5 separate regions of the Mus musculus genome follow, and regions 2, 3, 4 and 5 are each linked to region 1. Evidence: chromatin contacts called from public ChIA-PET, HiChIP or PLAC-seq and promoter capture Hi-C data. All regions are on one chromosome and are shown on one strand. The core of a region is the stretch at or near the end of the contact, and the rest is flanking DNA. Distances in the headings are between cores, read along the strand shown.

Region 1 (2,658 bases), core at 72-2,571:
AAATTTAAGTCAACCAAATTCATACCATCTAATCTTAACTAAAATAAGGGGAAGACAAGTCAGCATTTTCGAACTTTTTATAAGGTTTCTTTTATATGCCAACTTTCATTAGAAGTTAATATCAAAAGAATCCTTTCCAGAGGCTGGATTCTATCTTTAACCTTATAAGTACCTTAAAACAAACAAACAAAAAAAAAACCCCACATAATTGACAACTTCCAGTATTAATACAGTGCTACTTATCACAAATAATTTATTAAGTATACAAATTTCAAAAACGAGTTTTTTTTTTCTGTAAACCAAAGTCATTAAATGTGACATACTACATTATCATTCAAAGTCTAGTTTACCTATTAGAACATTTGGTTTCTCTCCTCCGTCATTCAAACATGCAGATATATTCTAGTATATAGTATATATAAATATACAAATACACACTTTTAGAACTCAAAAAAAAAAAAAACCCGCTGCTGTAGGGTCATTATACACTAAGTGTTAGTAATAATGTTTCGAGATCTTTCTGCCATACTAAAGCCTTTAAGCACCATTCCCCCCACCTCCCCGCCCCATCCCTGCGCTCCATCTAAACGTTTTGTTCGTTTAGACAATAGGGGGGTCGGTCCTGTCTGGGGGCTAACGGGAGCATGAAAAAGTATCACAAACCCAAGACACTAGCTAGCTACAGCAACCGGTCCAGGCATTGAGGTTAAATGCAGCTCTTCACAGCTGGAGTGCTCCGCGATTCCACCACGGGGACGTTAGTGCTTGTATACCGTCTGTTGCTTTGCTTGGGATGAGGGACCCGAGAAGTCGTCCCACACAGCTTCGCAGCCTAAAGCGAAGCTCCAGGTCCGGTTCCCAGGAGGACAGAGAGGGCTCCTTAAAAGCCTTCCCACCAAGGGCTCCTTTGCAAGTCCTGGAGTGCCTTCCCAGGGGGAGCTCAGACCTGCCGCAAGCCACTCTGTTCTGACCTGCCTCTACCTGGTGCGGCTACCCGGGGGCCGCCAAGCCTCCGTTCCCCTTCTCTTCCCCCCGTTCGGCCGCTGACCTGCACCGCGGGCAGCTGGAAGGCCGGGGTCCCACAGCGCAGAGAGGCCCGCGGGCCCGCTTTCTGCGCCGCGGCCTGAGCTCACCCACCTGATGCTCCTTCACCACTTCGCTGAGGCAGGGGTACCGCTCCGAGATCCATCGGTAAAACTTGGGGACTCCCATTTTGACCGTCGACACTAATTCCAGTCGGTGCAGAAACGAAACCAAACACCCCGCCCGGGCCTCCGCCGCCGCCTCCGGCCGTCGCTCGGAGGATGACAACACAAGGTCCGCCAGACCATAGAGCAAACCGTGGGCCTAGAGGGGCAGGACGGCGCTGGTGGGCGGTGGGTCCTGTCTATCCCGCTGCCTCGCTCTTCCATACTCGTTGGTGACAGCGCAAGAGGTGTGATTTGCGCATTAGGTGAGCTCAGGTTTAAAATGCCAGTTGATTGAGGTGTGGACTTGCGGATGGTATAAGAACGTTTAAGAGACAGTTGGTTAGCTTTATGTTAACTTGAAACATGGCAGAGTCGTTAGAAAGAGAAACCTCAACTGAGAAAAACGCTGCTTCCAAATTGGCCTGTGGGAATATTTTGATTACTGATCAATGCGGGAGGGCCCATCTGAATGTGTGCTGCTGCCACCCCTGGGCCGGTGGTCTTTCGGTATGTGAAAAAGGCTGAGTGAACTAGCCAGAAAGCAACATTCCTTCAGAGCTTCTTCAGTTCCTGCCTCAAGTTCCTTTGATGATGGGCTGTGATGTGGAAGTGTAAGCCAAGTAAACTCTTTCCTTCCTAAGTTGCTTTTGGTCATGGTGCTTATAACAGTAATAGAAACCCTAGTAAGAAAGGTATTGGACACTTGCTTTTTGTACTGTGGGCTTGTCCCTCGTGGGATCGTTAAATTTACTATTTTTCAATGTGGACTTGAAAAAGTCTGGTTAGCTTGTGAGAGGAGTAATTCTCTGAGTAATGTAAACCTACAGAAGAGTTTTAATTTTCTAATATTTTAAAGAGTTTTATAGTTTTCCTCTTTATATCTTTTATTAAATTACTTTATTTACATTCCAACCCCCCCCCCCATCCTGACTCCCCCTCCCGGAGTTCTTTAAGCCCTCCTCCCAACTCTGAGAGGGTGCTCCCCCATCTGCTTCCACCTCACATTTCCGCTTAGGTCATCCCCATTGAGTCCTAGTAGCCTCTCACATCCCAGATCTCTGGGACTTTCTAGAGGTTCCCCATGGGCCCTAACCTCCACTGCTGCATGTTGATTAATTCTCCTGGCCCTCTGGGCATCCCTCCTTTCCATACCTGATCCCGCCCCTTCTTTTCCCCTTCCTCTCACCTCTCCGACCCAATTTCCTCCCTCTGCCTCCCATGATTATTATTCCTCTTCGAGGTGGATTTCAGGTATCCACACTTGGGCCTTCCTTCTTGTTAAAGTCTGTGAGTTGTATTGTGGGAAAGAGTAATTTCCCACCATTTCAAGACTCTGGGTTACTCCCCTCATCCACAATTTTTGATACCCTGTTTCAAAACAAAGAAACCAACAAAATTCAAAAAGCCGGTTGTGGTTACTTAGGAGGCATAGGAAGATCAGAAGTTAAAGGCCATCCTCAGGTACATT
Region 2 (2,658 bases), core at 107-2,606, 770 kb before region 1:
TCCACGTGTATTATTTAATTCAATTTAAAAAAATCACCTAGGAGGTAGACATTAATACTAAAACATATTGCATGTTAGGTACCAAAGCTGAAGGTCAGAGAAGTGGCCGTACATAGCAACAAACCTAGGCTGTCAACACAGGCCTGCTGAATCCAGAAGGCCAACCAACCTTGCCCGCTACCTCCCACCGGTCCCAGGGAATCAGCCACAGCCATACAGCTTACAGACTTCCCAGTCTTTGTGCACCAGTTTTCCCGAATTTTAAAATCATCTTCAGAGTTTCTAAAAGCCTCAATGGAAACACAAACAGGCAATTAGACCACGAGTTTCTTCAGTTTTGTTTTTTAAGGCTGGTATCTACCATTGCCAACAAGTTAGATCAGGTCTTGTGGAAGTTCTCATTGGCAGTTATGTAGACAAAAACATTCAAGCTCCCTTTTTTTTTAAGGGGAAGATGAATCATTACTTAATACATGCAGTTTAGTGGAGTTAATCTGTGAACACTGGCCTATGGAGCGAGAGAATAAAAGGGTGTTTGGCATCGAGAAGGTCGGGAACTGCTCGTTACATGTGTATGCACGTTGCCCAACCTGTCAGCCTTCACAACTCTGCATTTTTTTAAGTGACACCATTCTTCCTGCATCGTTTATGGGGCTTTACTTTGCATATAGTATTAAAAATCTACTCAGCTCACCAAAATGATCATATTCTTAATGTTTGGTCAAGGAACTGGGGTGCATAAATGGCAAGTACTGTATTCCAGGAAAATACCCTTTTTCAAAACCTTAAGGTTTTGCCAGGGAGCGAGTCGTTTTCCAAAGGACACACACACACACACACACACACACACACACACACAAAATCAAAAACTAAAAACAAACAAAAAATACTAAAGACTCAATGCTGGATGGTTCAAAACAAACACCTGCACTTAGGTGTGCGTGGGGCAGTAGGTGCCACACTGCGAATCTGTGTGGGAAGGATGTCAGCGGGCAGTCGGTGGCTTTTATTTTTTTCATTGCATGAAACAGTTCTTATACCATGGTGGGAAATAATCCAGGCGTCCCCTGACAGCCATGAGAAAGCACAGGTGACACCCTGTTCTCAGAATTTGGTGCGGGTTAAAACTGCATAGGGTGCCCGGGGCCTGCTCGGTGGCTGCGCAGCATCTGTGCGAGCCTGGCTCTGCCGCAGTGGCGCCGGGGGGTGCGGGAGCCTCGCGGCCTGCAGCGTCCCGGAAGCCCTGCGCGTCGGCGCCCGAGGTCGAGCGACCGTCCGGCCTGCACTGCACCAGGGGCAGACCGGGGCGTCCGGGCCCAGCCGCCGGCGTCCATTTTCTGGGCGGCGCTGCGGCCGGACTCGCAGGTCCGGAAGCGCCATGGACCCCGCGGGAAGCGCGCGGGCGGCGGAGCGGAGCCCCGTAAGTGCGCGGGGTCCGCGCGACTCCGGGGCGTGGAGGTGGGGAGGCGGGAGCCGGTGGGCAGCGCTCGCGCCGGGCTGCAGCGGACGCGGAGCGGAGCGGAGCCTACGGAGCAGCCAGCGTCCGCAGGTGCCCGCGTCCCGCCCCACCAGGCTCGGCTGCAGGGGGGCAGCGGGGAGTGACGCGCACCTGGGGCTCGGGACTGTCGCGCCTCCCCTCCGGTGAAGCGCAAACCCGGGCTGCTTCCTGACCCTACCCGTTCGCGATGAGATCCTAGTGCGACACCAAGCCCCTGGAATTGAACCGGATGTTCAAAGGCAGGGCCCTGCCTCCAGGGGTTGCAGCCTTGGCCTCCTGCTCCTGCTTGCTGCAGCCGTCTGTCCGTTGGGACAATTCAACAGTCAGCCTTTAGACACCTCTTTGCAGGTTAGCTGATAAATAACCTGAGATTTTAATCTGTCTGCGCTTCCACTTTATAACTCCTGCTTTGCGGTGGGTAAGTGCCTGGTTCCCATTCTGGATATTGGGCCTGATTGGAAAACCCTTGTAATGATCGGTTCTAAATGATAACCGTTTATGTTGCGTATGCATATTTGAAAGGTTAAAGGGCATTCACCTAATTGGGAAGCTCAAGTGCTTGCTCTGGTTCGCGTGGCTGGAAAGACTCGTTTTGTTGTGGTTTCAGAGAAACTTATAGCGTCTTACAGTAGCTAAGATCAAAGAGCAGAGTTTGTGTTTTGTGACAGGGTCTGGTTAAGGAGCCTAGAATGGTTAATAGGTTAGCCCAAGCTGGTTTCGAACTTGCCACTTGCAGCGGTTGACTGACTGCTAGGATGATAGGCCTTCTACCAGTGTTTTTCCAGGACCAAACACGCATTAGAATTCCTTTGATGGGTCATTGCTGAAAATTTTGAAAAGATTAGAATATATAGTGCGAAAAGACTAGAAAAAGTAACCGTTGCACACAGTACAGATAAGCATAGTTTAATGAAGCCTTTGGCTTATATAACATCATTTGTAATAAAATGGGTCACTGTCAAAAAAGCCTTTAAGACTCCAATTTAGCGTTCTGTGGTGGGGATTTTGCACCCAAATCAGACTGGGTTTGTGCTGATGTTAACCTGGGTTTGAATCCCGACACTCACCCAGGGTGACCTCCAGAAACAGGTTCACGGCACTGTTTGCAGCTGTAAAATGGGGAACTGTTCCCTACAGCTGAGGGGTGTTACGGAGATTTA
Region 3 (2,658 bases), core at 62-2,561, 680 kb before region 1:
TATCACACCATGACTGTGTATAAGTAAGACATACCAATAAAGCATTAAACGTTTTAAAATAGAAAAAGCCAGTCTCTGGCCTGTGGTGTGTGAGCTCTGATTTGGAAAGAAAGGGAAATACCATTTGGAGTTTCTGTTTGAAACAACAAAATGCCTGGAAGGAGAGGTAAGCTCACTTTCTCCAAGGCTGTATGGTACAGGACAAGGGGCACCCTCATGCATCACCAGCTGGACTGGAAGTATTGCTCGGTAGCCTAAGACATCCAGCAAGCTTAGGTCACTCCGTCTGCCTGACTGGCCTTGGCACAAGTGGCTTCTGGGCTTGCTTGTCGTCTGTTCACTCTTCCCAGGCAGGCTCTCCTTGACTCTGTTTCCACAACTTGCTTCTTCTCTCTGTGTGCCCTTCCAGGTTGAGGTGCTCATGGTCTTGGCGCCTTCTGCCCCGTCTTTTTGCCCTAGGGCCATTCCTATATGTCTGAAAACATTCCTTGACTGGCTGACTCTAGCACCTGGCAAAGAACAACCCTGCTCTATTAAATCAGTTTCTTCCTTCTTAGGGCAGCGCAGTTAAACCTCAGGACCAGGAAATCATCCCTCTCCTCACATACCAGGGTGTTATCCACACAGTTTACTCACTGTAAATAGTTCCCTTAAGATAGTGGCAACAACTAGTTGAAGATTTACAAACTTCCCAGGGCCAATCTACTTTCTAAAAAGCCTGCTTCTGGGAGTGGGAAAGAGGTCACCGTTCCGATTCTGAAATGCAAAACTGGTGATAAACTCAAAATTTCTCTGGGTCTCAGACAGGACTGGACGGAGTCTGTGGTCCTTTTCTTGACCCAACTTTTTGCAGAGCAATGTTCCCAGAGCAAAGGTTGAGTATGTGGTTTGTCCCCCACGTGCCGCACTGCGGGAGCATCTAGACACCGCTGGAAGAGTCTCTAATACATCTCTTGACGTTTGCCAAAATGCCAAACTTTTTCCTGGAACCTGGAGTCATTCTGACTGGGGACTTTTCTTTTCCTTGAGCATCTGGGGACCTAGAGGTCCGTTCGTGGGGGACGTCCAATTCTCAGGGTTCTGGGGATCACAGCAGGGCCAGGGTTTTCCTCCTTGTGGGGGTTTCAGAGCGCCTCTCGCGACTTGCCCAGGGAGGCAAGGCGAGGCGGATGCAGGGCGGGCACGGCGCGAGGGGCGGGGCGAGTCAGCCCGAGGCCGAGGCGGGGCTACAGCGAGGCTCGATCCGGCCTAGGCCTCGCTCCGGCTCCGCCTTGCCCGGCTACGCAGGCGGTAGGGCTGGGGTAGGGGCCGGGCGGCACCATGGCGGCGGCAGCGCCTGCTGCGGCGGCTTCTCCCGAGGCGCCGGCCGTCTCGGGCAGCGCAGACCCGGAGACGGGAGACGAGGACAGTCGTGAGGTCCGAGTGCTGCAGAGCCTGCGCGGCAGGATCTGTAAGCGGGGCCGGGGCTGAGGGGACCCCCGGGGCGGCGCGGAGGGTGGGCGGCGGGCACGCGCGGGGGTGGCGGCACCGGCGGCCGCCCGGGACTGGTGAGACTGGATGGGGGTGTGTTGGGGGGAGGCGCCGCGTCGACCGACTGCCCGGCGCGGGTCGGGGCTCCCCCTCGGAGCGAGCGGGGTGAGGACCTGCACGCGCGGACCGGACCGGCGCGGCGCGAGGGGCGCTGCCTGGAGCGCGGCCTGGACGCGGGAGCCCGGGGCGCGGCCGGGGGCGCGCGGAGTTTCCGGCCTCCCTCCGACGCAGGCCTGCGGGCGGCCGCGGACGACGGGAGCGGCCCGAGGTGGGAGCCCCGTGGTAATTACAAGGGAGGCGCGGCTGGAGGAGGGAGGGAGGCCGGCTGCGGCGGGGCGGGGCCGGGCCGGGCCGGGCCGGGCGGCGGGCTGAGGAGGGGGTGTGAGCTCCCTGGGGCTCCTCTGCCAGTGCGAGGTTGAGGCGGGCGCTGGGGACTGCGGGAGCCGGTGGCGGGGGCTCCGGTGGGCGAGGCTGCGCGGGCGAGCGGGGCGCCCGGGGAGCTCGGGCGGGACACCTGTGCCCGCCCCACCTTGCCGCGGCGGGGACTTGAATCGAGAGCCGGCGTGACTGACGGTGACTTGGGGCAGGATGTAGTGGCTTCCTGTGAGCAGGTCTCAAAACTCAGTCATCCAGTCCGCGCTCAACCCACTTGATTCTCTCCCGTGCATTTGTGAGAGCCGCACCGATGAGTGTAGACTCTTACTCAGAGACGGGCCAGTTCGTTTGTCATTGCTATCCTTCCTCTTTAAAACGACCCTTTGATATTAGATCGACTTCCCCCAGCTTATTGAGATGGTCCCTTTTCACTGTATGACTGGCGAATCAGTAGAGTTTATTGTTACTTTAGTTGAAAACCTTTTTTAATTCAGATTATTTTATCCCCAGAATGAAATCGGTCTCCTAAATAATGCCTGGCTATAAGAGATATTTTATATGTTGAAAATTCAATTGTGTTAGAATGGCTGATACTGCTCTTTCTTTGGCAGAGTATAAACTTTAATTCTTAAATCTCGATGCTTCTTTTGGATTCTCCCACTTGAGTTTTTGATGTTACTCCCCTTTCAAGGATTTGGAATTTTATTAAAACCCCAGGAGCAAGCATGTTAAATGTTACTTTTCAATTCCCTG
Region 4 (2,658 bases), core at 94-2,593, 590 kb before region 1:
GATGTTCCAAGTGATACATACAGAGAAAACGCTGTACATCCAAGCAAACAACTGTGTGGAAGCCAATGAGTGGATAGATGTCCTGTGCAGGGTGAGCAGATGCAACCACAACAGGCTCAGCTCTTTCCACCCCTCAGCGTATCTCAACGGAAACTGGCTCTGCTGCCAGGAGACGAGTGAAAGCACACCAGGCTGCAAGCCGTGCACCGCGTGAGTAACTCATGACTGCATGCGGGCGTGGGTGTGAGAGCATGACAGACGCTATGTAGAAGTAGCTGGACAGAGGCCGCACGGTGCTGAAGACATTTCTATAAACCGTGTCTAGAAAGGCTTGGGTTGTTGCCCAGTGGTAGAGTGTCTCTCTCACCTGACACACACAGGGGCTTTGGTTTAATTCTAGTACCACAAAAATTAAAATACAGAGAGTAAGTAAATTTCTATAGACACAACTGTAAGTTAGTGGTGCCCAGGGGCTAGATTGATGCATTGTTCGGTGAACAACTATAGGTTATATATATGTTTATTGGGACTGGGGAGCAGTTAGTGCTTGTTGTTCTTGTAGAAAGAAGACTCAAGTTTAGTTCCAAAACCCATGTGACACCAGCTCCAGAGCACAGATCAGATACCGTCTTCTAGCCTCTGCAGAGGCATGTATAGGCACGCACGCATGCGCACACACACACACAGATATACACATATACATTAAAAATATTTTTTATGATTTTACTTCAAAATCTTTTTCAAGACTTGAGTCCTTAACAACCAGACCTTGTGATCCTGTTGAAGTATCTCGGAAACTAATTTCTGAAGCCGCTTTTAGAAAATTCTAATTCTAGTTTTAGTCTTGATTCATTTCTAATGTTAACAAAGAATTTTTCCAATGTCTTTAATTTTCTTCTTATCATAGAGGCATCCCTGCAGACATCCAGATAGATATCGATGAAGACAGAGAAACAGAAAGAATTTATTCTATTTTTACCCTCAGTTTACTTAAGCTGCAGAAAATGGAAGGTAAACAAAATGAAACCATTAGTTTTCATTATTAATTTCTAGGTTATTTCTTTGACTTTTTAAAAAGTTAAAAATATTTATAGATTTCCTGTTACTGATAGTGAAGTTTACAAACCCTCAAAGGAGGCATTAATCTTTATCTATTCATGAAATTAAATAATTATTCTTTGTAAATGTGATTGTTCAGTAAATTGTTATAATACAGTCACCTGTGCTCTTGTCAAAGAAACTCACTTAAAAACTTCAAAGTTTTTTAAATTACACTACAGATTACACTTGTGGAATTTAGTTTTCTGATCAGAGATTTCACTGTTCCTTACAGAGACCTGTGGGTCTATAGCTGTGTATCAGGGGCCACAGAAAGAACCTGGTTATTCTAAGTTCACCATTGAGGATTCTGTTGCAACCTTTAAGACAATTCAGCAAATCAAAAGCACCATAGAGAAGCTCGATGAACCTCATGAGAAATACAGAAAGAAAAGATCGAGTAGTGCAAAATACGGAAGCAAGTAAGTCTCCTGGGCTCTGCTCCCGCCTATCAGGGCCCGCGCGTGCGCGTGCGCGTGCGCGTGCGTGCCTCCCCCACTCCCTCTCCTGGTCGGCCGCCGCAGGCCAGCCATCCTTTCTGTCAGTGCTGAGCGTCATCACTGCTTTGAATGTCGTGGTCAGTTGTAATTCACTCTGAATAATTCATAGCTTTTTCTTTTTGTTGTCTCCTTTATATTTCTCACAATATGTTATATTTATAATAAATACTAAAAAAAAAAAAAAAAAGTAAGCCATAACAGTGCATAGAAGCATTTGAAGGTTGGTTTCAAGTGCTACATCTCAGATGAAGAGAATGCGCTGGCTAAGGACAGCAGCAGCTGGCATGCCGTGGGACGTGTTCCTCTCAGGACACCGGCAGCTGGATTCCTCCCAGGAGCCGTAGCAGACTCGAGGGAGGTTTTCAGTCTCCACAGTGAAGACCAAGCTAATCCAGTGGGTTAGTGCATCACTGAGCACTGTCACTGAGATGCGGTCATTGTCACTGGGATCATCTAAATCTCGCCTTTCTTCTTCTCACCATCAGAGGAGCCACAGTAGCTCAGAGCCCCATTGTCTTCTTTAAGATAATGTTTACAGGGAGAAAAAGAAAAGACTCTTTCCTCCCTAGTGTGAGGAAAGAAATGTGTCAGCTGTAACCCTCCAGCACTCTCTGACACGCAGCACTCAGTGTGACCAGGGACCTGCTGGCAGTACAGTAGATGGACTGGCAAACAACAGTGTCCTTCACGGTGTCTGCTGGCAATGCAGTGTCTGCTCCTGTCATTGATGCTCATACAGCCTAGCATGGTTTCATTCCTACTTTACAGGTAGAAAATTAAAATGCACAAAGATAGTGTTAGTGTGAGGACTCCAAGTCCTTGCTACACTATTTTAAATAGTCTTATGTTGGTCGGTACTTTTATATTTCTGAATAAGAAAAATCAATTTTGTGGATATAAATACATTCTTCCTTGGTAGAAAGCTTGGCACATTATGAAGGTTGTATTGTAAACATCTTAATTCTGTATTTTCTTCTTTAGTATAATTGAGTATCTTCCAACAAAAGTTAATCTAGTTTTCCTGAAGTCCTTTGAAGTTCCTAGCCAAGGCTTGGCCATT
Region 5 (2,658 bases), core at 80-2,579, 520 kb before region 1:
AACACCGTATCCCTGAGCTGCGACACCAAGAGACTCTGAGGCATGCGCCGGAATTTGGTCCTGCACGAATAAAGGACTCGTACTTTTTTGTTTGTTTTTGTTTTTCGAGACAAGGCTTCTCTGTGTAGCCTTGGTTGCCCGAAACTTGATTTGTAGACCAGGCTGGCCTTATAACTCACAAGGATCCACCTGCTGCTGTCTCCCAAGTGCTCAGAGTAAGGTGTGCACGGCCACTGCCCCATATACTTCTAATTGGCTTAACCGGTAAGGATGGACACCACCACCCCCGTTGGTAAGAGTAGCCTGAAGGATGGCGGTGGACGTGAGCTGAGCACGAGGCAGGAACATTTGTTTTGCTTTTTCATCCAAGCTTTCCTTCAATGCTGGCCAAGTGATCTGAGACAAAGCCTGGTGGGAGGGACCTAACCACAGTCCCAGGGGCCCACTGCCTGGCCCTTCCCTGGCTGGCTCACTCTGCTTTCTCCCCAGCACACATTTGCTTAAGCATTGCGTTCTTGCCCTTCTGCTTACCTATTCTCTGTCACCTGAGAACAATAACAAACAAACAAACAAACAAACAAATGTAGTGTCTGGAGGGATGACTCAGTGGTTAAAACCATGGTCTGTTCTTCCAAACGACCGGGGTTCAATCCTCAGCACCTCCATGGCAGATCACAACTGTCTGTAACTCCAGGTCCTTTCCAAGGAATCTGACACCTCACAGCAATGCACATAAAATAAAGTTTAAAAAAACATATATTTTGTTTGTTTGCTTGCTTGCTTGCTTGCTTGCTTGTTGCGAGACAGGGTTTCTCTGTATAGCCCTGGCTGTCCTGGAACGCACTTTGTAACCAGGCTGGCCTTGAACTCAGAAATCCGCCTGCCTCTGCCTCCCGAGTGCTGGGATTAAAGGTGTGAGCTACCACGCCCGGCTGCCGAAAAACCAAAAATAAATAAATAAATAAATAAATAAATAAATAAATAAATAAATAAATAAATGAATCTGAATTCAAGGCCAACCATTTTGTAAGATACGGAGGTTACAGTGATGAGAATTCTGTCCCTACTCTTGATAGTTTTACATTTGGGAGAAAGGAGACAAATGAAGACAGGGACGATGTGATTTCTGAGACTCCCCCGAGTTTAATACAATGTAACTCCAGACAATGCTCGCTTACTGACCCGGGCCTGCCCTACAGCAACTGGCCTTTGGCCACTTTAGCAAGCGCTGGGGTTCTCTGTACAGGCCTTGCCCAGCCCCTCGTGACGTCACTGGCGCGCGCCATCCAATCATCGCCGTCTGGCTCCGCCCGCCCGCCCGTGCCTGCGGGAGGCTCCGTGGCGTGTGTTGTGGCCCCGCTGAGCCACCGTACCTCCCGCCTCCGCGCCCAACGTCCGCGTCGCCGTTCTGCGCCGCCGCCATGGCCGACGTGGAGGACGGCGAGGAACCCTGCGTCCTTTCTTCGCACTCCGGGAGCGCAGGCTCCAAGTCGGGAGGCGACAAGATGTTCTCTCTCAAGAAGTGGAACGCGGTAGCCATGTGGAGCTGGGACGTTGAGTGCGATACCTGTGCCATCTGCAGGGTCCAGGTGATGGGTAAGCGATGCAGGCGAAGCCGGGACCGCGAGCTGGGCCGAGCCGGCGAGTGCTGGGCCGGGCCGGGCCGCCAGACACGGGATGGTTCCTATGGGGGCGGGGGGGAGGGGGCGTGACCGGGATACCCGAGGGGAACCTCCGGCCCTGCGGCCAGCAAATCTCCCAGCGGATCCCTCGCGTAGATCTGAGGGTTGGGATGTTCGTCTTTGAGATGCTCTCACGTTCCTCAGGATTAGAGCTTGCCCATTTAGCCGAGGTTGGCTTAGAACCCAGGAGGGCGCACCTCCCAAAAACTGGAAATTGCGAGCCTGCGCCACTATACGGATTCTGTCTCATAACCGAAATGAGGCTCAGTGACCGGAGAGATGTTTCCACAGTTAAGAGCACAAGCTTGTTCTTAACAGAGAACCCGGGTTCGATTTTCCACACCCACATGGCAACTCACCACCCTCTAACTCCTGTTCCAATAACTCCAGCACCCCATTATGGCCCTTGAGGGCATTAGGCACATTTGGTATGCAAACCCAGATGCAGGTAGCATAAACATAAAATTTTAGATTACTGTGAGGTTGCTTTACAGGGCGACTGGGGAGTAGTTGAAATAGATTTCTGCAGTTTGAAAATGTGCGCGTTTCTTGGCTTTGAGACTTTAAACGTAGCATCAAGAGATTCCACAGTCTATTCTTTGTCTTTGGACTTGCTTCATCAGGGCTCCCAAACTTTACTTTTTACATTTAATTGTAGACCCAGACACTAGTTTCTATGTAGAATCTGATTTGACTAAAACACTAAAATCCAGCTGTTCCACCCCTCATCCTTGCTTAGGAGCTGGGCAGTGATTTCCATTTTAGGGTTGAGTGTGGTTGCGAATGTCTGAAATGCCAGCACTCGGGAGGCTGAGGCATGGGGGCAGAGGCAGCACAAGCTTTGCTTAGAAATTTTATTCTGGCCAGGTGTGGTGATATCTTTAAACTTAGTACTCGAGAAGCAAAGATAAACAGATCTCTGTGCGCCTTAGGCCAGCCTGGTCTACACAACCAAGGCTAAGTAGTGGGACCCCAT

What was found. Promoter capture Hi-C pulls out the DNA fragments that hold promoters and counts their contacts. ChIA-PET counts read pairs in DNA pulled down with a chosen protein or histone mark. HiChIP or PLAC-seq counts read pairs in DNA pulled down with a chosen protein or histone mark.
Region 2: a contact with region 1 is called in a promoter capture Hi-C map of liver, with 2.5 times the contacts expected there. The contact joins the promoter of Zbtb38 here to the promoter of Xrn1 in region 1. A contact is called at or near these places in 3 of 39 promoter capture datasets (the C10 cell line, liver and pre-B cells), 2 of 115 datasets of contacts at active chromatin or transcription factors (effector CD8 T cells and pro-B cells) and 1 of 9 other capture datasets (pancreatic islet).
Region 3: a contact with region 1 is called in an RNA polymerase II ChIA-PET map of memory CD8 T cells, with 8 read pairs. The contact joins the promoter of Rasa2 here to the promoter of Xrn1 in region 1. A contact is called at or near these places in 1 of 39 promoter capture datasets (pre-B cells) and 3 of 115 datasets of contacts at active chromatin or transcription factors (bone marrow-derived macrophages, large pre-B cells and memory CD8 T cells).
Region 4: a contact with region 1 is called in an H3K27ac HiChIP or PLAC-seq map of microglia, with 4 times the contacts expected there. The contact joins the enhancer-like site here to the promoter of Xrn1 in region 1. A contact is called at or near these places in 3 of 39 promoter capture datasets (embryonic stem cells, hippocampal neurons and pre-B cells) and 3 of 115 datasets of contacts at active chromatin or transcription factors (embryonic stem cells, large pre-B cells and microglia).
Region 5: a contact with region 1 is called in a promoter capture Hi-C map of liver, with 3 times the contacts expected there. The contact joins the promoter of Rnf7 here to the promoter of Xrn1 in region 1. A contact is called at or near these places in 4 of 39 promoter capture datasets (the C10 cell line, erythroid cells, liver and 1 more), 4 of 484 Hi-C or Micro-C datasets (CD4 T cells, LSK cells, liver and 1 more), 3 of 115 datasets of contacts at active chromatin or transcription factors (embryonic stem cells, extraembryonic endoderm stem cells and stem cell-derived neural progenitor cells) and 1 of 9 other capture datasets (liver).

What each region holds. Positions count from the first base shown.
Region 1 is chr9:95,953,423-95,956,080 of GRCm38.p6, reverse strand. Xrn1 (5'-3' exoribonuclease 1) reads right to left here and starts at 1,321. Exons shown (of 42, transcript NM_001311130.1): 1 at 1,138-1,321. The coding sequence starts at 1,212. Gm16794 (a long non-coding RNA gene) reads left to right here. Exons shown (of 3, transcript XR_871036.3): 1 at 1-1,453.
Region 2 is chr9:96,718,548-96,721,205 of GRCm38.p6, reverse strand. It overlaps Zbtb38 (zinc finger and BTB domain containing 38), which reads left to right and starts at 1,356. Exons shown (of 3, transcript NM_001359959.1): 1 at 1,356-1,420.
Region 3 is chr9:96,630,156-96,632,813 of GRCm38.p6, reverse strand. It overlaps Rasa2 (RAS p21 protein activator 2), which reads left to right and starts at 1,311. Exons shown (of 24, transcript NM_053268.2): 1 at 1,311-1,450. The coding sequence starts at 1,321.
Region 4 is chr9:96,543,141-96,545,798 of GRCm38.p6, reverse strand. It overlaps Rasa2 (RAS p21 protein activator 2), which reads left to right. Exons shown (of 24, transcript NM_053268.2): 21 at 2-210; 22 at 908-1,011; 23 at 1,334-1,520. Among named protein-coding and RNA genes, the nearest start is that of Gm28729, 19 kb to the right of the region's middle. Within about 2 kb of position 1,343, at least 67 of the 459 cell types and tissues checked have an H3K27ac peak or open chromatin away from gene starts, as enhancers often do. A contact at or near this core is called in microglia, where this site is marked.
Region 5 is chr9:96,477,346-96,480,003 of GRCm38.p6, reverse strand. Rnf7 (ring finger protein 7) reads left to right here and starts at 1,329. Exons shown (of 3, transcript NM_011279.3): 1 at 1,329-1,596. The coding sequence starts at 1,422.